7 separate regions of the Mus musculus genome follow, and all the other regions are linked to region 1. The links are chromatin contacts, called in public HiChIP or PLAC-seq and promoter capture Hi-C maps. All regions are on one chromosome and are shown on one strand. Each heading gives the region's core, a stretch centred on a gene start, on an enhancer-like site or on the middle of the called end of the contact. The rest is flanking DNA. Distances are from core to core; before and after follow the strand shown.

Region 1 (3,591 bases), core at 737-3,236:
GTTTCGGCGTTGTTCCCTCACGGAATCCATGTCTGTGCCATGTTAAAGATAAGAAAAAAAGTTAAAGCAGCAATATCAAACATTGCCTCCAAATTGATCAAGCAGACCGTAATGAGCTTATCTCAGTTAAATGCTGAAATCATTATAGCAGTCATATGTTCAGACATTTATTTTTTAGGACATCATTGATAAGCTATTAGTTTACCCTAATCAAGACACCCACATTACATTAAAGTTAACTGTCTCAACAATTTTGGGCTCATTTTCCCTATTTCCACAAGAACTAAAGTATTTATGAAGCTATTCCTTAAGCTATAAAGGACAGGTCCTGGCACCTTTCCTTTAGTAACAGGAAACACTGACCAAGCTTAACAGGATCTTGAAGCTGCTCAACTCAGAAGTCTAAATGTTAAGTAGCACTCATTTCTACTCAATACTACATAGGAAGATGAGTGATTCTAAGCACATAAAGGTTAATCAGGCTCAAAACATGCCACTAGCCTATCAAACACTAGCAAGCCACTACACATCAAGTTCACAAAACTGGACTGAGTTTAAAACAGAGACAAACACAAAAGCACCTGTCAAAGCACAGACCCCACAGGAAAGTCTAAGAGGGGGGCTGGGGATTCTGTACTTTTAAGGAACATCAAGGCCTAGCCTCCAGTAAAAAGATACCCATCTATGTTATGACTGGCACCCAGAACAGCTTAGCAGACTTGAGCAAAGTCTGGAGGCAGATCCAAGTAAGCTGCCCCCCAGATCCCACTCATAGTCTTGACAAATGTGGGCGTCTCAGGCCCACACCAAACCCCAGTATCATTCCTACCCTTCAGTAAGAGTGCAAAGTTTCATCCTACCCTGGAGGACCAATGACATTTAGCCAAAACTGTACCTGAATCTGCGGTAGACAATCTTTAGGTGCCTCATCCGACCAGTCCCGGTAGTGTTTCGTCTCTTAGCCTTGGCACTCCAGTTATCTAATAAAAAAAATAGGATTCCAAATGGTTTTCCCAAGCACCCAGTGTCAGCCCATTTTCTCAGTAGTGTCATTACTATGTTTTAACCACTCAGCCAACAAACCAACCTCCAAAGTTGTTGCGTGCCAAATGTGTTTTCTATTACATCGCTACCTCAGGTCAAGGTAAAAGCCCGCCTGCGGATTACAGTACTTACACTTCCTCTTGCGCTTGGCAGGGTAGCCACACTTGCCACAAGTCGACTTCTGAAGGTGGTAGGCCTTGGAGCCACAGCGGCGGCACAGCGTGTGCGTCTTGTTGCGACGCTTACCAAAGGATGACGTTCCCTTCGTCTGCACATTAAAAGAAAAAGCAGGAAAAAAAACCCCACATATAAGCAACTCTGAAATCTGACTTCTCAATGTACTCTGGCATTTTCTTAGCAATGAGTATGGATGAGACGTAAACAAGATCCACACGGGACAAAACGGTGTAAAGATTTAAATCTTAGCACACAGGTAGGGTAGGTAGGAAGCACTACCGGCTATCCACACGACCATTATAATGCCTTACTCTGCGCGGACCTAAGCCTCCTTGGCTTTAGGCGTTAAGGACAACATTCTGCCCGTCTCTCAGTCGCGGTACTGCCCACCAAGCAGCCGGTTTCTCGGCGGCTGGGGACAGATGTCCCCAAGCCTGTCCTGATCACCCACCCGGGGCTGCAGTGCGTACGTCTCCTCCAAAGCCCAGAGAGACCCACAGCGGCGCTAGGACCGTGGGCCGGGCTCTGCACACAGCAGCCATCCTTCCAGTTCCTGCGGACCACAGCACGCCGTCTCCTCGCCCATCAGCTCCCCTCACTCGCAACCTTGTCACCGACGCGCCGGGCAACAGGCAGGACAGCCCGAGGAAGAAGGATGGAGAGAGATTTACAGAGCCCAGAAACCACACTCACCATCTTGCTTCTACCGGCGAGGCCAAAGAGACCGGAAGAGAAAGCACCCCCGCCACTTCCTGTGGATAAGCTTCCGCCCAGGAAACTACTTCCGGCGGGTCTTGGTGCAGCCCTATCAGGCCTCGGGTGCGGAGGTGTAGTCTCCCGGGCGAGAGAGCCAGGGAGCCGATTGGGCTGCAACACCGGTAGGGGGCGTGCCTGGCGCTGTGGCTCCGCCCTCCCCAGCGGCCCGCCTCCTGGTTGGAGAGGGTTTCTGGCGGTGTCGGGGCTGCTGCGGTGTTGGCAGTCCGTCTGGTTTCCGGTCCCGGGGCTCGAGGGGAGTCAGACACCCAGTGCGTGGCGGCGCCCCTGGCGGTTGTGCAGTGCTGGGACTGGGATCCCGATCCGGGAAAGCCAGCCTTCCCAGGTTCGTTTTGATGTGGCCGCTCGCTTGCCTGTATGGAGAGTTGGTGAGAGGATGGAGTCACGAAGTGTCTCGGCGAGGGTAGGAGCTTAGTTAGCTTCTGACTCGGGCCGACTCGATTTCACGCGGTGGTCATTCAGAGGCCAGTTGTTTGATCGCACTCAAGGAATCACACGCGGAACTTGTTAAATAACAGCTTCCAGCCAGCGCGCCGCCACCAGGAAATCTGACCCTTTTAGACTTGAGTACAGTTTGCAAGTCTGTACTGTATAAAACACTTTCCTAGATCATTTTGAAATAAGTAACCCTAGACATCCTTGATTAGCGCTAATGCAACTGTCTGTCCGCAATCCCAGTAGGAAACATGGAGAATATAGTACGAACATTGATGAATTGGGGAAAAGTCTCAGTCATACCATCTACATACTTTCTAAAACAAATGTGAGAATCGCTAGTCTATCACATTCAAAAATCTTAAGATAGTGGACAGCAGAACAAAGCAAACACCAAGGAAGCTTTTTGTTTTGTTTTGTTTTTTGTTAGCAAATCGTACCAATTTCTTCTAGGGGAGGGGAGTAGAAAGAAAAATGTATAATCCTTTCCACTCAGAAGTAGTAAACTGAAATCAGAGGAGGGAGGAGATAGGGCACACGGGAGAGAAAGCAAACAAGCATTCAAATGGTTGAACTGGACTATAAATAAGTCTTAGGAGACTGGGTGGCAAATTGCTATAAATTTAGTAGCATGAAGCAACACAGATTTAGTCAACGGGTGTAAACTTTCAGTTATGGGAAATAAATTCTAGGGTCCTCTTGCATTACTGTACCTACAGATAACAAAATTGTATCGCACACTTAAAATTGTATGGCCTCTGCCTCCCAAGTGCTGGGATTAAAGGCGAGCGCCACCACTGCCGGCCTCATTCACAGTTCTGCTGGGAAGCACAAGTGAGGCTTGGTTTGACTAAAATTGAAATGTAGTGCTGAGGTGTAGCTCTGCTCAGTCGCTGTTTAATTGCTGTCTTTCACCTTGCAGGCCAGTAATAACCTACCTTACGTTGTAGTACAGTTTTCTGTGTTCTTCTACTTTTAAGACCGCTTGTTACTACATTCACCCCACCTAGATAATTTCTCCATCTCAAGGTTAACTAACCTGAAACCTTAGTGCTCTCTGCCACCTCAGGATTTATCACGTCACTGGATGCTCTCGCTTGGAGTACTAAACAGCTCTTTTGGGATGGGGTCATGGAGTTGTGTCTACAGCATTGACTATGA
Region 2 (3,591 bases), core at 580-3,079, 1.5 Mb before region 1:
ATATGAATTAGCTGAGGAGAGGCGCTGATTTCAGCGATGAAGCCAGTAGTGGGTTCCCAATGTTCCAGGAGAGGGGTCCACACTCATTCGAATGTAGGTAGTTTGCTAAATTCAGTGGGTTACAAAACAGAAGCATGAAATAGAAAGGAGAGTGGGGAAGTGGTGTTGTGTGGGTAGGAGTGGAAGAGGGAGGTGGGAGGCTGAGCGGGGCAGAGTGTATGGTATAAGTGTACAGAGTATATGATATAAGTGTACAGAGAGGCTACAGAATAAGTTTAATAAAAATAAAATGTATAAAAATTAAAATGAGATCTGTTTTATACCATAAGACTGGGAAAACGATGAGAAAGCTTAGTGAAAGGTGGGGACATGGCCACATCCGTGCCTTGTGGCTGAGACTGTAGACAGGGTATCAGTTCTGAGGAGCACTCTAGTCCTATCCAGCAAAGTAACTCTACCTTGGAGCACATAACCAGCCTTTCCACTGCCATTTCTCTGTGAAGAAATGGCGTCTCTGAGGTCCACCTGGATGAGACCATAGAGGAGCACTGCAGTGTTTCTTCACTCCCAGTGAGGCAGATGTGCATTCCATGCTGTGCTGGGCGGTGCCTACTAACCACACACTAAATGTGTGCACAGTCATGGAGTAGAGGCTGGAAAACCCATGCACTGAGTGTTCTCAAAAAGAAAACTTGAGAATCTGCTTTTCATATAAGTTACGTGTGTCCTTACATATAATCATATGAGAAGAATATGTACAAATGCACACTGAGTGTTGTAGGATGTTGTCTGTAGTGAGAAAGAGAAGGAAATGGAGCATGAGAATGCTAAGAAATAAGTAAAACAGGGGACCTGGCATAGGCCAGTGATGGTAACTGGCCATTAAGGATGCCATGACATTTAACTAATTCAAACATGTACTTCAGATTTTAAAAAAAAAGGAAGAAGAAGAAAGTTACTCCTTACCATCAGAGTGCATGACACCATCTTGATTTTCGTCATTTATAGGATGTCTGAAAACAAGAAAGAAAGAAAAGAAAAACACCCATGAGAATAAAGTAGAAGCTTGCCTTAAAGTGAAAATATACATAAACATATACATATAAATGGAAATTTCTTCTGGCCTCAGTAGACACTCAGTGTGTATACAGCACACATACATACAGGCAAAACACTCTCACACATAAAATAATGATAAATAACATAAAAAATACACTATCATCTAGACACAAGCTTTACACCAAACCAAAAATAAAACAGTAAGAAAGAAAAACCAAATGTCATCAAGCCAACTTTGCATTCAATTAGCAATCTTCAGGAGGCAGAGAATCTTCTAATAGAGACCCAGTCAGCAAAACCCAGACAAGGCTAGCCATAACATCCACAAGCAAACAATCTGATTTCCTTAATAAATAAATTGCAAGGAAAAAAAAAGAAAAACTGAGGTGGTAGGCAAACCTCCGTGCGAAAGGTATAAATGCATGAATACATAAAATATGAACATGAATTATCAAAGACTTTAGGCTGTGAGCTCTTAGTCAAAGTTAAGGCACACAGGCATACTACGACTGAAAAATTTAGCAGGTCAAGTTGGCCTTGACCTAATAACCTCCATGGTTCAAAACCTTGAGTGCTGGGATGAGAGGCCTGTGTCCTGCTGATGGCTGATTCGATATCTTATGCTAACACATGGGGTTTACTTAGTAATTTAATCACAAAAGCTCTTGGGTTCTTTAAAGGAACTGATTTAATTCCAAAGCTTTTACAGTGTCATGGGAGGGGTTTCTGTAGTGAAGTCTTTGGGACGTCCATTTAAGGCAGTGGTGCTTAGCCTGTGGGTCATGACCCACATTGGGAGTCTGTATCCGATATCCTGCATATAAGATATATGCATACAATGCATAACAGTAGCAAGATTACAGTTATGAAGTGGCAACAAAGTCATTTTATGATCGAAGGTCACCACAGCATTAGGAACTATATCAAACGATCACGGTCACAGCGTTAGGAAGGTTGAGAACCATTGGTTTAAGGTATTCAAAATCCTTAAAAAGGAAAGTCGGTATATTACATTTGTATATGGGACGTGCAACATCCCAGAATGGTTAAGTCACTTTAACCTTCAAGCCAACACGTTGAAGCCGCCTGAAGTTGGGTGGTCCAATCAGTAATGAACAATTGCTGTAGCTTTGTACTTACATACTTATTTATAATTGCGGTACTCTGGGGTTCAAAGCCAACCTGGACTATATAATAAGTTTCCATTTCAATGACAAAGCAAAGCAAAGAAAAAAGGATCCTGTTGGAAATAATTATTTAAATAAGATTGCTAGGTGTGGACAAGGAAGAACAAGTTTTACAATGGAAATTAAGTAATGTTTGGTTTCTGAGCTGGGGGAATGAAGTGCTTACTTTACATATCAAAGCAGATCTGGACTTAAGGTTCTCCCAGCATCCCTCAGTCCATACCTGGCACACCCTGCTCCCATCCCTGAACTTTCCAGCCTAGGGGTTGAGCTGCCCTTCCCCCAAAAGGCTCCTGCCTATATAATCCAGACATTTTGATCTCTCTCCCTCATTTCTCTTTCTCTTTCTCTCTTCGGGCACACACACTTTCTCCCCCCCCCCCCCCCCCCCCACACACACACACACTCATAGTGACTTCCCTGGCCTGGTCTTTGGGGTTAGTGAACTCATCCAAGAGCAGCTCCCCAATAAACCTGACTTCAATATATTCTAATCTGGCTTGAGTTGGCTCATTTCACTGGCAGAGAAATAACCTATCTCTTAACATAAGTCCTTCACCTTAGCTTTAAGGAATAGCATTTTACTGAGAACGTAAATACTCTGGACATAAAATACACTGACATTCAACCAATGAATGTCCTTTTCACGGTGAGCAGGGCGCAGGGCTGAGTAATGAACTCTGTTCTTCCACTGCTTTGCTTTTACAGAATCCTCACTCTGTCTCGGACACTCTCTTTCTCCATGCTTAGCTGGGGGGGGGGGGGGTTTACTGGGTTAATTCCATCTCTAAAATAAAATGAAATAAAATAAAATAAATAAAAATAAAGAACTGTTACTAGGGTGTGTGTGCGCGCGTGTGCGCGTGCGCGTGCGCGCACGGACACATGAGTAGAGGTCAGAAGAAGCATGCTCTGGGGTTGGGTCCGTCCTTCCATCTTTCTGTAAATTCTGGAGATTGGAGTCAGGTGCTCGCCCTGTATTCTTTTTTCATGTCATCCCCCTGCTGTAGACCCCTGACCCAAGTTTTTCATAAAAGTGCCTCTTCTGGGAGGTTATTACCCAGTTCCAAAGCCTGCCCTTTGCTGCTTCCGGGTGTTATCAGTCCACCTCTACAGGGCTACAAAGTCTCTATCTATAACCAGACCACAAAACCTTTGATAAAATAGATTGTCACTTTGCTAATTTACTATAAAAGTTATCATTTTGAAAATACTTTTAGAGTAACTCCTGTCTTGCTAGTTCTGGGTGTGTTTGTATTTTTAATGAACTAATGATACAGAGACTAGGGGTACTTTTATCACCCAAATGAATTATTGCCATTTGTTTAAAATGATGTAATCACCA
Region 3 (3,591 bases), core at 625-3,124, 1.5 Mb before region 1:
CATTGGGAGCCCTGTGATCCATCCAATAGCTGACTGTGAGCATCCACTTCTGTGTTTGCTAGACCCCGAGGAGTGAACTTTGTTGTCTCCTCTTGTGGACTGGAGATCATTCAGTCAGGTAACAGTAACATTGCTAGTCAGATAGAACTATAAATTATGACATAAAGACAAGTTTTAAGTAGGTTTTTCAAAATAACTAAAAAACAAACAAACAAACAAAACAAAACAAAACAAAAAAGCTGGAAATAACATTCACCCATTTTATTTTACTGTACTGAGGATAGCAGATCTTAAATTCTGATTGGCAGCATCAGCATCAACTGAGAACCTATGAGGACCAAAGCTCAGGCCTATTGCAGACCCACTGAGTCAGACACGCAGAGTCTGATCCCGCAGCTGCCTTCTGCAGGTTTTCACGAGTAAGATGCACACTGAGATCTGAGCAGCGGTTCTGTAGTCCAGCGTGAGGATGTTCGGATTCAAGCCTCTGGGGCTGGAGCAACTCCATGAAGCGCTTGCCCTGCAAAAGTGACAACTGGCTGCCTGAACCCCACCACTGCCCGCTCTCCCTTCTTAGACAATACCTATTTTGACTCTTTAGTTTTCTTTCCAATTTTTATAATTTAATTTTACTTTTAGAATTTCATATATAAATACTGTATTTAAACTATTTTTCATCCCTCTCCAGCTTCTCCAATAGCCTCCCCATTTTATGCATTGTCATTATTATCAGGTATGCATGATGTGTGCACGGGAGGGTAGAGAAAACTTTCAGGACACAGTTTTCTCCTTCTATCATGAGATCCGGGTACTAAACCCAAGTTCTCAGGCTTCTGTGGCAAGCCCTTTCCTCATGGGTCTGTCTTACTAGTCCACACTTTTTGCTCTTAACCATACAGTATCAACTGTTTTCTGATATTTTTGGTTAGGATTTCATTCTCTGAGAGTTCCTCTATCACTCCTTGCCCATACTGCAAGGGGCAGGACATTTATGAACGTCTGTAATTGAAGTAAGAGAATGCAGAAATTTTGAGGGACAGAAGCTCTTTTAGAAGGCTACAGGATCATCCTGTTAGAAACTGGATGAATGGGTTGCTGACATGGGGGTGGCGGAGCTGAAGGGGATGGTGAAGTCAGATAACTAGGAGAGGTATATTCAAAGACTCGGGACCAGAAGGTAGCATGTACCCTCTGATGTAGACATCAGTATGATATGGCAGAATAAATGCTCTACCATTTGTGTAACAGTTGACTAAAGACTGAATCACAGCACCCTAGAGTTAAAAGGACTCATCAATTTGTTGTTCCAGTAGTTTTCAATGATGTTTGTTGTAAACAGTGCGATTGTTTTTTTTTTTTTTTCTAGAGTCACTTACTTCTGCACTGGACTTTGAAATACAGCGGAAGAAAATAATTTAGGGTTCAGGATGATATAACACAGGCTAACCCTTAAAAGCATCCTCCATTCTTTCCAAAGATAAGAGGTCCAAAGTCTGGCTAAGAGTAATGGTTCACTCAGACACAAAGCTTAAAACCACAAGATCTGGGATAAGAACCTGTTTTTCTTATTTAAGGTTGAAGAGGTTTCTTTGTTTGTTTGTTTAGCATGCCATGAAGCCAAATATGCTTTTTTCAAAAATGCAGTTTGTCTCAAAGCCTCTGTAGGTAAACATCTCCCTTTAGTGAGCCTTACAGCATCTCAATGATGAAAGAAGCTATGAGATCAAGCAAAAAAAAAAAAAATCAATTACTAATATACTAAGGATAAATGCAGACAAAACTCTCTCTTTCTGTATGTGACCAGCTCATATGTGTATGTGTGTGTGTGTGTATATATGTGTGTGTATGTGAGAAAGAACACCAATTGCCTGATAGTTACAGCCAGATGCGTTGTTTGTGCATACTTTGGTATGAGCCTGTGACTGCTGGATTCAGCAAGATTAGTCATTAGTTTCCCAGGAGGAAGAATTGTTGCTAGTCACACCTCTGGTTTATGGGAGTGGGGAAAGAAAAGAGACTTTAAGTTAGGAAGGGAGAACAGAATGGAAATTTACTACATTGACTATTCAGCCTGTTTTTGAAGATTTATTTTGTTACATATTTTGTGTGTATGCCTGTGCATTTGTGCATGTCTGTGTGCACACGTGTATATATGTGATGTGACTTAAACTGCACCATTCTGAAATGAGACTGTCTTGTGTGAAACGGAATAAGTGGGTGTCTGGTAAGTCGTGAGGTGTTTCTTTCCATCTCATTAGGAAACACCCCATAACTTGTGGCTTTTAACAGAAATGTATGGAATTGCCATTCTAATTTCATAACGGGCTCAACCATTTCTGTGTTTCTTACATGCAAAGTGCCTGCCCATGTGTGATGTGCCTATGAGGTTTAGATGACAGCATTCTAAATTCTAGTTCCTTTTATCCTTTAGGGATGCTAGTCGGGGAGGAGTCCCAGAATTCACCTCAGTGGTTTTGATTGGTGACAGAGCAGTTCTGTCTTCTATGGAAATATTTGGAATCCCATGTGGGTCTAGGGGAAGGGTTGCTTTTAGTGGGCTTATTTTGGGGTTGGTAACTGCTCCTAGCTTGCTTGCGCTCTCTCTCTCTCTCTCTCTCTCTCTCCCTCCCTCCCTCCCTCCCTCTCTCTCTTTCTCTCTCTCTCTCTCTTTCTTTCTTTCTTTCTTTCTTTCTTTCTTTCTTCACTTTTTAAAAAAGATTTATTTTATGTATATGAGTACACTGTCAATGTCTTCAAACACACCAGAAGAGGGCATCAGATCCCATTATAGGTAGTGAGCCACCATGTGGTTGCTGGGAATTAAACTCAGGACCCTCTGGAAGAGCAGTCGGTGCTCTTAACCCCTGAGCCCTCTCTCCAGCTCACTCCTAGCTTTTGATGACAAGAGTTCAGGAATCTAAATTCCCGCAGTGGACAAAGTTATGATTTATAAAGAATAGAGCGTGCCCACTACATCAGTGGCTGTCTAGGACAGTGGGCAATTCCTTTTGTGTAAAAGATGCAGAGGCATGGAGCGAAGCAGGGGACAGATCAGTTTACTTCAAATGCTGTGTCCCTTGTGTCAGAGCTCACCCTGCCCCCACCCCCACAGTTGTATGTTCACACTTGTCTTAGGAGAATCTTAAGTTGTTTCAACATCTTTCCTAAGAACAGTCACATAGGGAGATATGCTGCCGCTTCTGATATTGGCGCCATTCTCATAGGCAAATCTAGAGTTTTAACTCAACTAAATATCTCAGAACCCACAGCTCCCATCACCACAGCTAGTCTTCACCTGATGCCAGTTATCACGAGGGGCATAACATTAGATACACCAGTCTTCACCATGGTAAACAGTATTTGCTTCTCAGAACAATCCCAAATTATGGGGAAGGAAACACAGATTGTATGCAACGTTAGAGTTTTTCAGAAATGAGGCTTGCTGTTAAAGTTAAAAGTAAAACTAAGAGGAGCAACACAGCTTCCTGATTTTCTATTTCAAGATGTCTCTCCTGTTATAGTCTTTCTGTTTGCCTTCTCAAGCCCATTTTAACCTAGGTTGCTGAAGGAACAACACATGGGTGAAACCAG
Region 4 (3,591 bases), core at 578-3,077, 1.5 Mb before region 1:
CCTATTTGAATCTTGGGCTTAGGGGACATGATGAACAGTGTAGATATTTGAAGTGACTTAGAAGAGGAGTTTCAACTTCACAACATTGACATTTTGGCCTGGATAGTTCTGTGAAGGACAGGAGTAAGTGGCTCTATTTACAAAATATCATTAGCTTCATCCATTGTGACAATCAAACATGCCTCCAGAGAATGCACACATCCTTTGGCTATCAAATTTGATTCTTTCTAGAGTACTGACTTAGACTACTCTCTTCTCTCTGTCAACGGGCAGCATAACTTCTTCAAGTTACAGAAATGAAATACAACCAAGGGAATAAATGCAATGGTTATCCTTAAGCAAAACCAACTATCCGTTAAATAGGTATATTTCTTCCCTATTGTCTCCCTAAAATGTCAGTGCTCCCCACCCCAAGGTCCTTTCTTACAGAATGCTCAACCAGAACTTGGATTTGCTACTCTCTCAGACCTCCTACACAACGGAAAAAAAAATGCCAAAAGAAAATTGACCCTATACTCACATGAGCATCAGTTATGCAATCATTCCTTGCTCTAAAGTTTCCCCCAGGAGCTGAAACACTCAGTTGTGTGAGCAAACCACAGCTACCAGCAATGAGAAACAACTCACTGTTTGCAGAGTCAGCCTTTCGGAATCTGGTCAGGTCAACGTTGGGTGGTCTGTTGGGCTTGGGTGGAGGCGGGCCCAAGACGGACAGGGGTGGCAGGGCCTTCTGCTTCGGGGTTGCAGAATTCTTGTCTCCTTCTTTCTCCTGACTTTGGCCCCACGGTGTCCCCGCTGTCAGCTTGGAAGGGGCCTTAGGGAATCTGGCCGGCTCTTCTTGATTCAGTTTGTTCAGAAAGATGTTCTTTGCAAGGTCTGTTTTCCTATCTTCTTTTTTTTCTTCAAAGTTTTTGGAGAGACCCGGGCTCCCTCTGCTCGCAGCAGGTTTCAGAACCACTCCAGGAAAGGGTGAACTTGGTGCTCCATGGTCTTTATCCTCTGGGTCTTCCTTAGGTGGTTTGAAAGGGGCGCCCTTGGACTTGGCGCCCAACTGCACTGGGGATCCTTTCTGGACAGGCACGTTCTTAGAAGTGTTCTCTTCCTGGGAGTCCTCTGTGCTTAGGGATGGCTTCTGGCCAAAGGTGTGTCTGGGAAATCGGGGTTTGGAGTCAGTATCTTGTGCCGCTGGCATGAACTTGCTCTTAGCTCCAGCTACCTTTGAGAATCCTGGCTTCAGTTCGTTTTCTGGGACTGGGGGAGCGGGCCCTGGCTTCGGTCCTGGCGTCTTTAAGTCAGACTCTTGGTTCAAATTGTGAAGTTTATTCCCAGGTGGCCGTAAAACCACAGGTTTGGAATCTTCTTTGGTCAAGCTGGTGGGTTTGGGGCTTACAGGTTTCAGGAACCCCACTTTGACCTCAGGGTCTCTAGAAACTGAGTTTGGCTGTGTTCCAAATCTTGGGCTCCCTCCAGTAGGTTTTAAAAACGGGGGTTTAGGTTCCTTCTCAGGCTTCTCCTCGTAGGTAGGTTTCGCTGCCAAGGGTGGTTTTGTGGTCCCAAATTTAGGCATGCTGCTGGGTCCTGCGGGCGGGCTGGCATTTCCTTGGTTGTCAAATAAATTCTTTCTTGATTGTATTCCAGAAGGCGAGCTTTGTCCTGCAACTTTGAAGGGCCTGCTGCTGGTGGCGGCCTCCTCTGTCGGGTTACTCCCCGTGTTGAACTTCGCCATGAGGGATTTTACATCTGTTTTTCCATCCTACAAGCACAGGGAACAAAAACCAGCTGAGAGTCAGAAATCTCACTTGCAATTTAAAATACTGTACCTTCAAGGGTTTCCTGATCTGAGGCAAGAGTGCTGGGGTGCCGGCAAGCTGCTGATTGGTTGACCAGATATTGTAACATTTAAGTTCCTCTATGGCAAAACAAGTTGTGAATGTTTCTCGCGAAGGAAAGGCTAGGGCTGTGTTTAAACTTCTGTTGTTGGTCGTACAGGGACACAATCATTTATCTTAAAAAACGTTTCTCTTCTCTTTCCTGGTCTGCCTCGCTATCTTGTTGGAGATATCTGATTCTGTATTTGTTTACATTTTTTGCTTCACTGAAAAACATACAGCGGTGGCTACCAAATGGATTTTCCCACTTTTTACAACTGAGACTCATGTGGAAACTGGACTTCAAAACGAAAGTAGGCACTGTAAACTCAGGCTACATGCTTTTTTTTTTAACCCAGCAAAGCAATGCTTAGCATCAGTGTGCTGGCCCGTGCTTCCCTGTTCCTGTTGCGTTTAAAGTGCGTTTGCTGTCGGGGAGGTGTTACAGAACAGCCCAGCCCTTCTAAAACGAAAGAAGGTTTCCTTATTATTTGCAAATCCAGAGTGCTGTTGTGTGGCTGTATGCAGACTAACGGGACATGAGCTAAACCCACGGGACAGCATGGGCTGAACAACAGGCCAGCAGAAGGAATTGCCTCGTTTCCAGATCTTTCTCTTCAATAATGACTTTTACCAGTCCTCTGAGAGGTCCTGCCTCACCTGCCTTCCTCATAAGAATTAGGAAATTATGCAGTAAAGGTATCAGATAGTCACCCTTTTTTTTTTTTTTGTTGTTGTTAATATAGTCCCGTTTAACCTGGGAGAATTAATGGTGTCTTTACCCTTTCTTTCAAAAACAAGGAGTTTGAGCTGGAGATGAGGCTCAGCTGAGAGACAGAGAGAGAGAGAGGGAGAGAGAGAGAGAGAGAGAGAGAGAGAGAGAGAGAGAGAGAGAGAGAGAGAGAGAGAAAACCTACTTAGCATCTAACATCACTAAACCCTGTCTCATGTGCTCAGCATTCAATAAATCAGGTTGGTGGCGTACTCTGTAATGCAGGAGGTAGAGACAGGAAGATCAGAAGTTTATGAAGGTTAAGGTCATTCTTGGCTACACAGCAGGTTTGAGACAAGCCTAGGCTATGTGAGATCATGCCCGCCCCCCACACTCCCCCCCCCCAAAAGGATAAAAAAACAGGAAAAACTTCCAGGGCTCTAAAGCTTGATGAGAAATATGAAATGGTAGACAGAAGATATAGCTGGGTGATGGAGCAGGAGCTCAGCATGGGTAAGGTCCTGGGTTTGCTCCTTAGTGTACACACACACACACACACACACACACACACACACACGCACACACACACGTGCACGTAAGCGTGTGCACACACACACATGAGTACACGCATACACCCCCCCCCCCAAAGTTTTCTTTCTGTTTAGAAGGAAGTTTGTTTCTGAGAAAGAATTTCTGATTATCCCTTCCCCTCTACTAGTATTGTTCATATTCTTTATGTATAGCTTCTTTTAGGTTTATAAAACAAGGTGAAATAGCAAAGTGATTAAGAATGTCAGCTCGGGAGCCAGGTAGCAGGGGATATTAATGCGTTTTCTTATCTTCTCACTGCAAACAACGTCTAGGCGCTGCTCTTAGGCAGGCACGTGTATAAAGCAGTAGAGGACATTGGCACATCCGAGGGCTTCCTGTTTTTGTATAAAGAAGACACTTAGTGATCGTCTGCTCTCCCTCCTCATTGCACTGCTGGGGAACAAGGTCATTCATTCCCCG
Region 5 (3,591 bases), core at 505-3,004, 1.4 Mb before region 1:
CCAGTGGAAGCCCAGAAGGTAAACTCCTGGGAGAGGCTGGGAAACAGGTGTGAGAACTTCATGCTCACTTTTTTTTCTTCCGGTTTTTCGAGACAGGGTTTCTCTGTATAGCCCTGGCTGTCCTGGAACTCACTCTGTAGACCAGGCTGGCCTTGAACTCAGAAATCCACCTGGTTCTACCTCCCAGGTGCTGGGATTAAAGGCGTGTGCCACCACTGCTTGACTTCATGTTCACTTCTACAATTGAAGAAAGGACACTGTCAACATGAGCTTGCAAATCCCCGTGACTAAAGGTTAAGGCGAGTAGAGATCTTGCTGCACTAAGGCCTTGGGTCTGTGGAAAATACTCTCTTCCCAACAAGTAAATAGTCCCAGACACAAGTAGCTTATTTTTGGTCAACTCATCAGCCATACCATCATTTCCTGTGTGGTGTGGCAACAGGCGTTCTGGCAGCCGCTAAGCTAAGGAACTTAGAACCACCCTGAACATAATGAAAGAACGAATAATTTAAATGATGACAGCACTTGTTCTTGTGGATGAGACAAATGTTGGCTATGGGCGATATACACTGGTAAAGCTCACCAGTTGGAAAATAGGAGCATGAGGATCAGAAATCCTAGGTCCTGTCCTGGCAGCAAAAGCAAAGCCAAGAAACCAACCAGCCAGGAACAAGATGGTGCCTACTGCTCATAGCATGTCAGTGAGTTTGGTTCTGAAACTTTCATTTGCTGTGAATAGGAAATCTTCATGAAATAAATAGTAGGGGAATAAACCTCAAAACAAAGAAGACAAAGATGAGGGTTTCCTTGGACACGGAGGTCCTCTGTACTACAGTGGAATGAATAGAACCAATTGAGTTTGGCTCAAGTTCCACTCTGAGGATGTGGATTAATGGTTGGATATTAACCTATTTCTATTTCTTGGCTTTTAAGTCTATTGGAGGAATCATCATCCTCGTCTTACACAAAGATAGAGAAGCATTCTGACTTTGACAAGCGGTACAGATCCGAGAGGGCTGTCTGCTGTCTTGACTGACGTAATCCTGACTCAGGATGATAGGTTGCCCTAACCTCAGAAGATAAAAATGAACATTGCATGCAACCATGAATAGATACTTACATACTTAAAAAAATGGTAGGTGGAAAATTTCATATTATGCCTTATAATTCAAAGTTAAGGAGTTAGAGAGGTGGCTTAATGATTAAGAGCACATATAGCTCTTGCAGAAGACCTGGGTTCAGTTCCCAGCACACATATACACATCATAACTGTACATAACTCGAGTTCTGTAGGAATCTGATGGCTCCGGCATCTGTGTGCATCTGCGCCTATGTGTTACACATCAACACACACATACACACACAGATCACGTAAACTTAAGCAATATTTACTGTAAAATCATAAATGTGTGTATGCCTACATTGTATGTACCATATGTAAAATATATGTATAAGATGTATATGTGCGTCTATACAATTACTGTGGTGTGTATAATAATGGAAAATGCTTTACATTGTCAGGGGAATTTTTTTTTTCAATGCAGGAAATGAAATCCAGGACTTCACGCCTATCAGGCAAGGACTGTGCCCCTGAGCTACACCCCAAGTCCTATTAAATGAATATATATTTTCTTCCTTTGACACTGACCTTAGAAATCCCCTCTGGAGGGAAAAACCAGCCTCCAGCTGGAACTGAACAAAGCCCTAACTCTTTACCTAAGGTACTTGCAGTGCCCACTGTGCTGACTCATTTGCCTGACTTAGAGGGCAGGAGGGGCGGTTATTGTGTGAAGAAACAGTGTGTGTGAAGACAATGAGGTCTCTTATAGTCAAATGGGGAACTGTTACTGGGGTGTAGGAAGAGGAAATAAACAGAGAGTTTTACTCCCAGAGTACAGGCTGCTATTCTCTGCAGACACAGGTCAGCATCGTGCTTGTCCAGAGGCAGTGTTTGGATGATTAACTCAGTTTGGAAAACTTCACTAATCCGTGGCAAAGATTACCTTTGCTTTGACAGCTTTTTTAATTGAAAAAAGTTTTTTTGTTTTTTTTTTCATACAATATCTATCCTTAGTATGTTTTCCCTTCCCCCAGTCCCTCCTGGATCTTCCCTACTCATCCAAGTTTATGTTGCTTTTTGTCTCTCTTTAAAAATAAAGCAAAACCAAGAAGCATACGTGTACACACATATGCACACCCCGCACCCCACCCCCCACAAACACACACACACACACACACACACACACACACACACACACACACTAGAAACCAAATGTTCAAGAAGACCACCATTTTTTTTTAAAGAAGCCCAAACAAAGCAAAATAACACACACAAAAAAAAAGGTCTACAAAAAATACCATCAAGCTCATTTTGTGTTGGCCAACTCCTGTTAGGCCCAGTGCCTTCCCTGATCTGTGCTTGATATACCTGGTAAGACTCCATTGGAAAGAACTAATTTTTCCTTTCTCAGTGGGTAACACTAACAGATAGCTTCTCAGTTAGGGGCGTGTCCACTTCCTTCTCTCAGTTGACAGCTAAATGTTGAACCACGCCCTTCTGACTGTGTGGCAAACTCTTGTGGGTAGAACAGGCTGACTACTCCTGTACCTGCCAGTGGTTTTTGCAGACGGCTCAGTTGCTCGTGGGCACTGGTGTACCACTAAGCTGCTCTCAAAGGGGCATTGCCATCTGGAGTCTCCACTAAGCTTTGGAGCTTAGTTCCTGTTACTGTGATTAAAAACCCTGACCAGAAACAATGTAGAGGGAGGGCTTATTTGGTCTACAGTTCTAAGTTACAGTCTTTTATTTCAGGGAAGTCAAATGGCAACTTGCAACATAGTATCCACTGGCCAGAACAGGCAGAGAGATAAGAATCCACTTGGCTTTCTTCACTCCAAGTCAGTTAATAACCCAGCTCTCTTAGCTAGCCTCCAAGTTTTTGCTTTCTTTCAGTATTCTTTTTTAACTTGTAAAATGCTAGAGTATATAACATTCATTACTTAACAGCCAGCCAACAGTCAATACAACTGCCCCAGTCATGTCCAACAGGCCAACCCGACGAAGATAATTCTTCAGGGAGACTCTGTTCCCAGGTGGCTCCAGGTTGTGCCAAGTTGGTCCCTCAAGCTAAAGAGCACATACCGCTTCCTTCTGCTCTCACCTCCCTCTCTCCCACTCGCTTTCTCTTGTGGTTTAAAATCTGGAGTGAAGGATAAGTGGAAAGTCTGGAGGGAGGCACGGCCATGTTGAGAGTGGCAGAAGAGCTCTGCCCTATTTCCTGAGTTCTCATTTATAAGGGTGTTTCTATATACAAACAAATGGGTGAGGCCAAACTGACTGTGCCTTGTACAACCTCAAGGGGCCCTTGCCAGTGTGGTGTAGAATGCAGACCACTCTCGTGAGAAGCGTACCCCAGTTGAAGAGCGGGTGCCATGGCAGAAGAGACCTAAGAGTCTGGTTCTTCTGGAGTCTCCCTGCTGCAGCTGATAGTTGGCTTTTAGCTGGAAGGCACCAGCTTACAACCATTTGTTCAGAGGCTTGGTTATTTGAGGTACAAGTTTCTTGAAAACTTAACATCAAAGCTCCAAGGT
Region 6 (3,591 bases), core at 371-2,870, 1.4 Mb before region 1:
CTCTTGGGTTGAAACCTGGACATCAGGACTTGTTTAAATCTCCCAGGTAAGTCCAAAGCTTTTGGATAAGTTTTCACCATGTGCTACAGGATGGCTTATTCTTACTTCACCATTCCCTCTATACCCCAAACTGAATGAAACTTATATGGTAATCAGAAATTTAGCAATCACTTGTTAAACATTTAGCCAGTGAGATAAGCACTGTCATTTCAGTCCTTTGACTTCCATTTGAGCCTGTGCTTATCTCTAAATGCAGGCCGAGGTCCGTTTCTGTTGCTACTGAAGTTTTAAGACACTTTAACTAAGACAGGAAAGGCAAAGGGTTGTATTTTCCGATTCTAAAAATTCAATATGTTTCTATTTTTATTTTTTGGAACATGGGGAGATACGTGAAGCATTGTAGCTTGCAATGATGGGAAACACAGGGAAACACTTCCTGTGAAGTTAGTTAGATCCACCAGACTCTGAGCGACATGATAAGACAGGAAACATATGAAGACACTAGAGATGTGCGCCAGTGTCATGGGATCATCTTCAAGAGACAAAGTTGCATTTTCAAATGATAAAGTTGTGTTTCAGCCTCAGCTCTAAAAATGTCCCTCCTTCTAGCAGGGAGGAGTCGCTTAGGGAATGCAAAGTGTCGATAATTCATCAAACCGTGCTCCCTTTCCGATTTGCATTGCAGGAAATATTTTTTTGCTTAGGCAAAAGAGAAATGAGCCTGAGGTTCCAGCGGTCGCTATAGTAACCACATGGAAATGGTGAGGCCTAGGTATACTGGGCTGTGAAAAGAAACTAACTGAATGTCAAAAAAAAAAAATCAATTTACAAGTGGAGGAAGAAGCAGTGACAACATTTAAGTAATACCAGTGATCATGTTTTCAAAACACTCTTAACGTTTCACCAATTATATCATCAAAGGAGCATGGTGCTCAACACTAATAGTGTGGAAGATCTGAGAGGGGAGAGCTAAGGATGGCGGGCGTCACCTCTTCTTGGACGCCTCCTCAGTTACTCACTCCCCTCCCTTTCTCCGGGTCTCGCTACCATGCCCCAGATGACGCTTCCTCAGTGTATTTCTTTTATGGCTTTCCAATGACGTCACACGGGTTGGCTTAGGCTGCTCACCAGATTCTCACCTCCTTCAGTAAGAATTAATCTTCACACTCCGCCCTACCCCCAACCCCAGATCATAAATTCATTTTTTAAAAAGACCTGTTTGGGCTCATAGGTTCTTTTTGAATCTGATTAAGATAGCATATGGCTTTGAATGCGAATACTGCGTGCGCATGCCACCCCACAAAGGCCATGGTGGGAGGAGATTGCTCAGCTAAAACAGAACCGCTGCTGCTGCTTGATGCCAAATCAAAATCAGGCTTGGTTAGAGACCTGACTCCCCACTCCCACCCCCACCCCACCAGCACGGTCAGCTAAAAAAGCCTTATTTTATAAACTTGTGCCTTTTGATTCACATGCATTCGGACTGTGCCAGCAAAAGGCAACTCAGACTCCGGAAGCAGATTCGTAAGAGTTCAAGGATATCCTAAGGCTACTGCTTGGTCAGATATGGAACAGGCAGGAAGAGGGAAAGCCAGAAGAGGTGTGGTTAAGGAAGTTGGGTACCGGAGAGTGGGTACTTCCTTAATTAGACCAATTCTCTTCTACTTTTTCTTTTAAAAACATGAGCCTGTTTGTTCGTTTGTTTTGTTTTTGTTGTTGTTTTTGCCCTCTTAATTTTTTAGGAAAGCAAATTGTAGTTTAGAACATAAAGAATCTGGGAACTGGAGACATAGCTGAGCAGGTAAATGTGACTGTTGATTTTTCAGAGGACCCTGAGATTGTTTTCCAGCACCCAAGGAGGGTGACTTACAACACCTATAACTAGGTCTCCAGGAGAACCTGGAGCTTTTGACCCCCACAGCCACTTACATTCATGTGAATATGCTCACATGTGCACACACATATGTTTATAATTCAAAATAATAAAAATAAAGTTGTTCAGGGGTGGAAGAGATGGCTCAGCAGTGAAGGGCAATTGTTGCTTTTGCAGAGGACTTGGGGCTAGCCTCCACACGGCTACTTTTGCAGAGGACTTCGGGCTAGCCTCCACATGGCTACTTTTGCAGAGGACTTCGGGCTAGCCTCCACATGGCTACTTTTGCAGAGGACTTCGGGCTAGCCTCCACATGGCTACTTTTGCAGAGGGCTTCGGGCTAGCCTCCACATGGCTACTTTTGCAGAGGACTTCGGGCTAGCCTCCACATGGCTACTTTTGCAGAGGACTTCGGGCTAGCCTCCACATGGCTACTTTTGCAGAGGACTTGGGCCTCCACATGGCTACTCACAACCATCTGTAGCTCCAGTTGCAGGGGATCTCGTACCCTCTCTGATCTCCGAGGGTATCAGCAGGCATGTGGTATGCGGACAAACACTTATGTGCATAAAATTTTTTAAAAAGTCTTTAAAAATGTTTTAAAACATCAAGGATCTGGAAGAAAGGATTTTCTTGGCTTTCAGTGACAAATGAGCTCACCCTTTGGTCAAAGAAGGGTTCTTAATATGTTTCAATTGGAAGAGAAAGTTATGTTTAAACTCCAGAAGGGCAAGGAATGGCTATTCCTCCTGAGTGAACCCAGGTGACTGTTTGCTGTATATACTATAACCATGCTATAGCAGGAGTGAGGAAAAGCAGCCCAGATCTAAGCAGTCTTTCATCATCCCAACTAACATGGAGAGCAAAACGACAAAGGCCACAGCTTAGCCTTGAATCCCGTAGTCTCTGGTTTGCTGTTGGGCTTCTCATTCATGTCTTACCCTTTCCTTGGTACTTGGGGACTTGAATCTCTGTGGGTCTGTTGTGTACTTTGTTTCTTACTTCTTGGGTCCGTGCCTATTCTCAAATACACAATATAAGAGTAATCTCTCTGTCACCCTTTGTATCCTTTACCCCGCTGAAGAAATGAACTGATTTGCACACCTTGCAAGGTAGCAAGGGCTCTGTCTTTGCTGACTGGAAAGTGATGATTTCTACTTCAGTGGGCAGAAGAGAGAAAAGGTCCCACGTGAAGAAGAGTGGATCTTTGCATTGTTCTCTTCTGTCCACCTTCCTCTTCCTCTGTTCCCTCTACCGTTCTTCCTCTCCCCCTTTTTTCTCCATCCTAGTGTCTTTTCTTCCTTAGTTTCTTTGCCAACAGGAAGGATCATCGACAGGAGTTAGAAAATAAACAGCCATGCCTTATGATATTACAGAGAATATAAGAGGGGAATATGTTTATTTTCTTAATCTTCTGTTAAAATTCAGAAGTAGCAATCATTTTATTTCAATATAATAAAGGAGTAAGATAGCATTTTGTTTCAACATACTAAAATAGCAAAAACTCCAGATTTGACTCTCCTCCTTCAGATGTTTCCTCTCTTGTCCCATATACACTCTCTGAATCTTAGGCTAACCCCATTTCTCCATTTGTACTCAGTGTGGGAGCCACCAGGCAGGAAGCCTCTCCGCATACACAATCATTCAACCTGCTGTTAACTCACCCATACATAGGTAGAACCTGCTGATAGTCTTCCTGGTGGTCAGGAGGGGAAGGT
Region 7 (3,591 bases), core at 444-2,943, 1.3 Mb before region 1:
TGCCTTCTGTAACTGTCTTTGCACACATACCGTCTGAGTTAAGATACCCGGAAAGTGAAGCTATTTTCTGAACAGAGAGATAGTGATTAGGTAATGTCCGCAAAGGAGGAGGGGAGAAGGGAGGAAAGCCTTGGCTGAACAGCCTTCCCAGAGCTACATGAGCGGTATCTCCATTGTGAGTCCTCTCCTGGAAAGTGAACCGCAACCCACATTGGTGGGGGGAGCCCAGGCCGAATCGCCTCTACCTCCGCAAAGGTGAAGGCAGACAAAGGTGGCTAGCTAAGTCAAAATAGGCTTTGGTTAAACTTAGGGGAATTGAACTGGACACAGGACATGATTAATGCAGACGGAGGAAGAGTGTCCAGGCATGTGTTGGTGTTGGGGCAATTTTCTGTTCTGTCCTCAGAGAACAAGCTATAATGGACTACATGGGTTTGTGTCTTCTGTGATATTTACATGGAAGGAAGGGAGAGCTTCAAGCAGCCGTGATCTCTAGCACTTCTGGGTGCAGTGATGTGCAAGAGGCTTTTACTGTCCCCTTGATTTATTGGCTGGGTGTATTTGGCATGGTGTCACACTCTGTTTTCTGTTGCTGACACAGAATGCCTGATGTGGGTGATGCATACAGGAGAGAATTTTACTCTTCTCACAATTCTCATGACTACAAATTGCAAACAGGCATCTGGACAGGATTCCTGTGGTTGTGTCCTAACATGGTCACTAGAAGCAAAATGGGAAGTTCCTGTATTCAGAAGAGTCACATATGTAAGGAGACATGAGTTGGAGGAAGAACCTAGCCAGACAGATCTGCTAGGAGCCACTCCTGCTAGGCTTGGCCCATTCCTCAGAGATAGTCCATTTATGACTGTGGAATCCTGAGACCTTCTACCCCTTAAGAGCTCCACCACCTCTTTCTGCTGCCACACCAGGGGACTGAGTTTCCAGCACATGCAACCTCGGGGACACCCTTATACCTTATGGGTTTTGCAAACCCAAGAAGCATCGGATAAGAAGGAAATAAAGAGGCCGTGCTGGAAGCAGAACCATCGAAGCTGTACCATGGCAATTCTTGGGTAGAGCAAATAGACCCTCAGACCCAGGAACCAAAATGTGGACCACGGAATGGAATGTCACAGAAGAGAAGACAAGACAAATAGTTAGCCTTTGCTTAATGTGGGGGCCAAAGGGCCATGCAGCCAACAGTTAAAAATTATTAGGTTTTGAGATAAAGGACACAAATATTAACTTTCCTCATTGTGAATTTCTCAGCCCATAGACACTGATCAGCACTGATTTATCAGAAACTGGAGACAACCGTTTCTTTTTCCCTCTGATCCTAAATGTTTAAAGGAAATATCTTAGCATTAACATTTCAGTCCCTCCTTTAGCACAAACACCCAGAAGCATGAATACACTTGTTTAGAAAGTTGAAATCCTGGGTGTTGTATAGGTCACTGTTTAGCTTAACCTTTATTGTCCCTACTTTGCTGTTAAGCCCTGGACAGCAGATTCCACAGTAGAATTCCAGAGATAAACAGACAAGCTATGGACTCACCTGGAAACGGGTATTGGCATCTGTGCATTGACACCCAAGGCAAAGATGGCAAGGGCTAAGGTGATGGCCATGCCTGAGGCCATGCTGCTCCTCCTGGGGAGCCCTGGAGGCTTGCAAAGCATTCCTTTGCAGCCGGAGGACAAGGGGCAGTTCTGTTCTGGGTTTTGTTCATAGGTGTTGGCTTAGGCTAAGTGTCAAGGTCCAACCAATGGAGAGTCATTGTAATTCCTGACTGCTATTTTCCCTTATTGACAAAGTGTCATTATGCAATAAACCAAAAAAAAAAAAAAAAAATGCCAAGGTGGGGAAAAATTAGGAGCTGGGTTAAAAATAAAGCAACCAATAAAACAAAATCCTAGCAGTTCTTTCCTTGGGAGACTCTGGAAGGGAAGCTAAAGAGAGAGGTATAATTTGTGGGAGAGACCTATGGATTATTCTTATAGAGTCCTAGGCTCAGAATAACTACAGAAAGAACACAATGAAAGATGAGGCATAGGTGGGGGATATTCTAAGCACCTCTCCCTCTGAAAGTCAGATATGTGGCTTGTTTCCACCCAAGCAAGGTAACGTGTGGAAATGTAAGCTTTTTGTGTATAAGTTACACACCTCTTATATGTATATTTTTCTGAAAAATGCAAAGTAAGCACCACAAGGCTTTAGCAACAGCCACCAAATGGATTTGGCCTGATTATGATGGAAGCACACACCAAAAGGATAGGATTATCCTCTGCCATAAGGAACACTGCTTGCCTGACATCTCCACATTCTCCAGGGCCATTGAGAGGGAAAGGTTCTGGAAGCGCTGATGGGTGTGGACCGTGCAACCTCTCTGAGAGCACTGATTAGTCAGGAGAATGACCCAGGGATGTTGCAAGTGTGGAAGGCTGTTAGTCTTTATCTTACTCAAATTTAACTGACTGGGGCTTCTCAATTCTTCCTAATGTGTGGCTAGGGTTGGGACTTAGAATACACAATGGGTGTAGAGAGATATCTGATGTGTTGGAGGTTTGTGGGTAATATATTATGAATTTACAATGTCTCATGACACTCTTTTTATCTAGTGTTTTGTTTGTTTGGGGCAGGGTCTGATAGGGTAGTTCAGGCTAGCCTGAGACTTGCTGCAGCCCTTCTGCCTAGACCCAGTTGCTACAGTTACAGGTATGAGCACATACCCAGCTGTTCCTAGCAGTTTTGTTTTGTGGAGGCAGATTTGCCTCAAACCCTCCCCTTGCATAGTTGAGGATGACCTTCAACTCCTGATCATTCTGTATCCATTCCCCAAGGATGGAGACTGCAGGCTTGCACCAAGTTGCATGGCTCCCTGATACAGTTCTTAAGAGACATTCATAGAAAATGATTAATTACAATAGAGCAAATCTTGAATATTAGCATAGGCAAAGGTAAAACAGATGTCTGTCTGGTTGGTGGGATGACAGAGCTAGTTATTTTAGGACCATCTTACCTATGCCACTGAGAGAAAAGTCTCTGATCTCCCTTTTCTTAATTCCTCCTTTTCTCATCCAGAGCTTGAGTTAATTAATTCCACCGACTTCTCAGCTTACAGTGGAGACCATGTGCTTGCTTGACATGTAAGTCATGCAAAATTGTCAAGTAATAAGACTGATTCTTAAAGGAGTGCTCATAGCCTTCAGTGAATGAATCCATGCCAGAGGAACACTTTCCACTAGCCTTTGATAGTGACAGGTGGCGGGCATTTAGACTCAGTCCAGTTCTGCCAGCTTTGTCACAATACATGGGAGACTCTTGTATGGTCCCTGTTACCACTCCTTATTTTATTTTCTCTCAAAATGTCCATTCCTTGAGATGAAGGCATTTCAGTTTCAAAGTGTGGCACATTGAACTCCCTTTACTAGAATCTGCTTCTTACTTTAAAGGTTCTTATTTTAAAGGTAGACTCCTCAAAGTGGCAACTGACTATGCAGGTATGCTCACACAGGTGCGTGTGTCTCTCTTTGTTGTAAATTACTTTCCTACTTGATAATCCTGGCCCTGAGGTCAATATGCCTATTCTTCTA

What was found. Promoter capture Hi-C pulls out the DNA fragments that hold promoters and counts their contacts. HiChIP or PLAC-seq counts read pairs in DNA pulled down with a chosen protein or histone mark.
Region 2: a promoter capture Hi-C map of embryonic stem cells shows a contact between it and region 1, with 4 times the contacts expected there. The contact joins the enhancer-like site here to the promoter of Rpl37 in region 1. A contact is called at or near these places in 17 of 39 promoter capture datasets (the 3T3-L1 cell line, 3T3-L1-derived adipocytes, the C10 cell line and 10 more), 1 of 484 Hi-C or Micro-C datasets (nephron progenitors), 6 of 115 datasets of contacts at active chromatin or transcription factors (astrocytes, embryonic stem cells, large pre-B cells and 2 more) and 3 of 9 other capture datasets (adipose tissue, embryonic stem cells and liver).
Region 3: a contact with region 1 is called in an H3K4me3 HiChIP or PLAC-seq map of the SCID.adh cell line, with 8 read pairs. The contact joins the enhancer-like site here to the promoter of Rpl37 in region 1. A contact is called at or near these places in 6 of 39 promoter capture datasets (the HPC-7 cell line, HPC-7-derived erythroid cells, cranial neural crest and 3 more), 8 of 115 datasets of contacts at active chromatin or transcription factors (the SCID.adh cell line, T-cell acute lymphoblastic leukemia, double positive thymocytes and 5 more) and 2 of 9 other capture datasets (adipose tissue and liver).
Region 4: a contact with region 1 is called in an H3K27ac HiChIP or PLAC-seq map of regulatory T cell precursor, with 17 times the contacts expected there. The contact joins the promoter of Fyb here to the promoter of Rpl37 in region 1. A contact is called at or near these places in 16 of 39 promoter capture datasets (the 3T3-L1 cell line, 3T3-L1-derived adipocytes, the C10 cell line and 11 more), 3 of 484 Hi-C or Micro-C datasets (pro-B cells, regulatory T cells and uterus), 9 of 115 datasets of contacts at active chromatin or transcription factors (the NIH/3T3 cell line, the SCID.adh cell line, astrocytes and 6 more) and 2 of 9 other capture datasets (adipose tissue and liver).
Region 5: a contact with region 1 is called in a promoter capture Hi-C map of neutrophils, with 4 times the contacts expected there. The contact joins the enhancer-like site here to the promoter of Rpl37 in region 1. A contact is called at or near these places in 7 of 39 promoter capture datasets (the HPC-7 cell line, HPC-7-derived erythroid cells, cranial neural crest and 5 more), 4 of 115 datasets of contacts at active chromatin or transcription factors (the NIH/3T3 cell line, embryonic forebrain, embryonic midbrain and 1 more) and 2 of 9 other capture datasets (adipose tissue and liver).
Region 6: a promoter capture Hi-C map of the HPC-7 cell line shows a contact between it and region 1, with 16 times the contacts expected there. The contact joins the enhancer-like site here to the promoter of Rpl37 in region 1. A contact is called at or near these places in 11 of 39 promoter capture datasets (the 3T3-L1 cell line, the HPC-7 cell line, HPC-7-derived erythroid cells and 6 more), 1 of 484 Hi-C or Micro-C datasets (the G1E-ER4 cell line) and 3 of 115 datasets of contacts at active chromatin or transcription factors (microglia, pro-B cells and thymic regulatory T cells).
Region 7: a contact with region 1 is called in a promoter capture Hi-C map of pre-B cells, with 6 times the contacts expected there. The contact joins the promoter of C9 here to the promoter of Rpl37 in region 1. A contact is called at or near these places in 6 of 39 promoter capture datasets (cranial neural crest, hippocampal neurons, liver and 2 more), 1 of 484 Hi-C or Micro-C datasets (liver), 8 of 115 datasets of contacts at active chromatin or transcription factors (acute myeloid leukemia, astrocytes, embryonic forebrain and 5 more) and 3 of 9 other capture datasets (adipose tissue, liver and macrophages).

What each region holds. Positions count from the first base shown.
Region 1 is chr15:5,115,008-5,118,598 of GRCm38.p6, reverse strand. Rpl37 (ribosomal protein L37) reads right to left here and starts at 1,986. Exons shown (of 4, transcript NM_026069.3): 1 at 1,915-1,986; 2 at 1,177-1,312; 3 at 896-980; 4 at 1-32. The coding sequence starts at 1,917. It overlaps Snord72 (small nucleolar RNA, C/D box 72), which reads right to left and starts at 178; the gene lies at 119-178. It also overlaps a transcript of Card6 not described here.
Region 2 is chr15:6,627,494-6,631,084 of GRCm38.p6, reverse strand. Fyb (FYN binding protein) reads right to left here. Exons shown (of 18, transcript NM_011815.5): 3 at 967-1,013. The region is part of intron 2 of Gm2245 (predicted gene 2245); the gene reads left to right. Among named protein-coding and RNA genes, the nearest start is that of Gm2245, 25 kb to the left of the region's middle. Within about 2 kb of position 1,829, at least 2 of the 459 cell types and tissues checked have an H3K27ac peak or open chromatin away from gene starts, as enhancers often do. A contact at or near this core is called in embryonic stem cells, where this site is marked.
Region 3 is chr15:6,602,479-6,606,069 of GRCm38.p6, reverse strand. The region is part of intron 1 of Fyb (FYN binding protein); the gene reads right to left. Gm2245 (predicted gene 2245) reads left to right here. Exons shown (of 7, transcript NR_155272.1): 7 at 1-1,643. Among named protein-coding and RNA genes, the nearest start is that of Fyb, 24 kb to the right of the region's middle. Within about 2 kb of position 1,874, at least 10 of the 459 cell types and tissues checked have an H3K27ac peak or open chromatin away from gene starts, as enhancers often do. A contact at or near this core is called in the SCID.adh cell line and regulatory T cells, where this site is marked.
Region 4 is chr15:6,578,083-6,581,673 of GRCm38.p6, reverse strand. Fyb (FYN binding protein) reads right to left here and starts at 1,827. Exons shown (of 18, transcript NM_011815.5): 1 at 628-1,827. The coding sequence starts at 1,726.
Region 5 is chr15:6,553,929-6,557,519 of GRCm38.p6, reverse strand. It overlaps a transcript of Fyb not described here. Among named protein-coding and RNA genes, the nearest start is that of Fyb, 24 kb to the left of the region's middle. Within about 2 kb of position 1,754, at least 129 of the 459 cell types and tissues checked have an H3K27ac peak or open chromatin away from gene starts, as enhancers often do. A contact at or near this core is called in the HPC-7 cell line, the NIH/3T3 cell line, adipose tissue and 2 more, where this site is marked.
Region 6 is chr15:6,517,595-6,521,185 of GRCm38.p6, reverse strand. No RefSeq gene overlaps it. Among named protein-coding and RNA genes, the nearest start is that of Fyb, 60 kb to the left of the region's middle. Within about 2 kb of position 1,620, at least 21 of the 459 cell types and tissues checked have an H3K27ac peak or open chromatin away from gene starts, as enhancers often do. A contact at or near this core is called in the HPC-7 cell line, hematopoietic stem and progenitor cells and microglia, where this site is marked.
Region 7 is chr15:6,443,448-6,447,038 of GRCm38.p6, reverse strand. C9 (complement component 9) reads right to left here and starts at 1,693. Exons shown (of 11, transcript NM_013485.3): 1 at 1,556-1,693. The coding sequence starts at 1,638.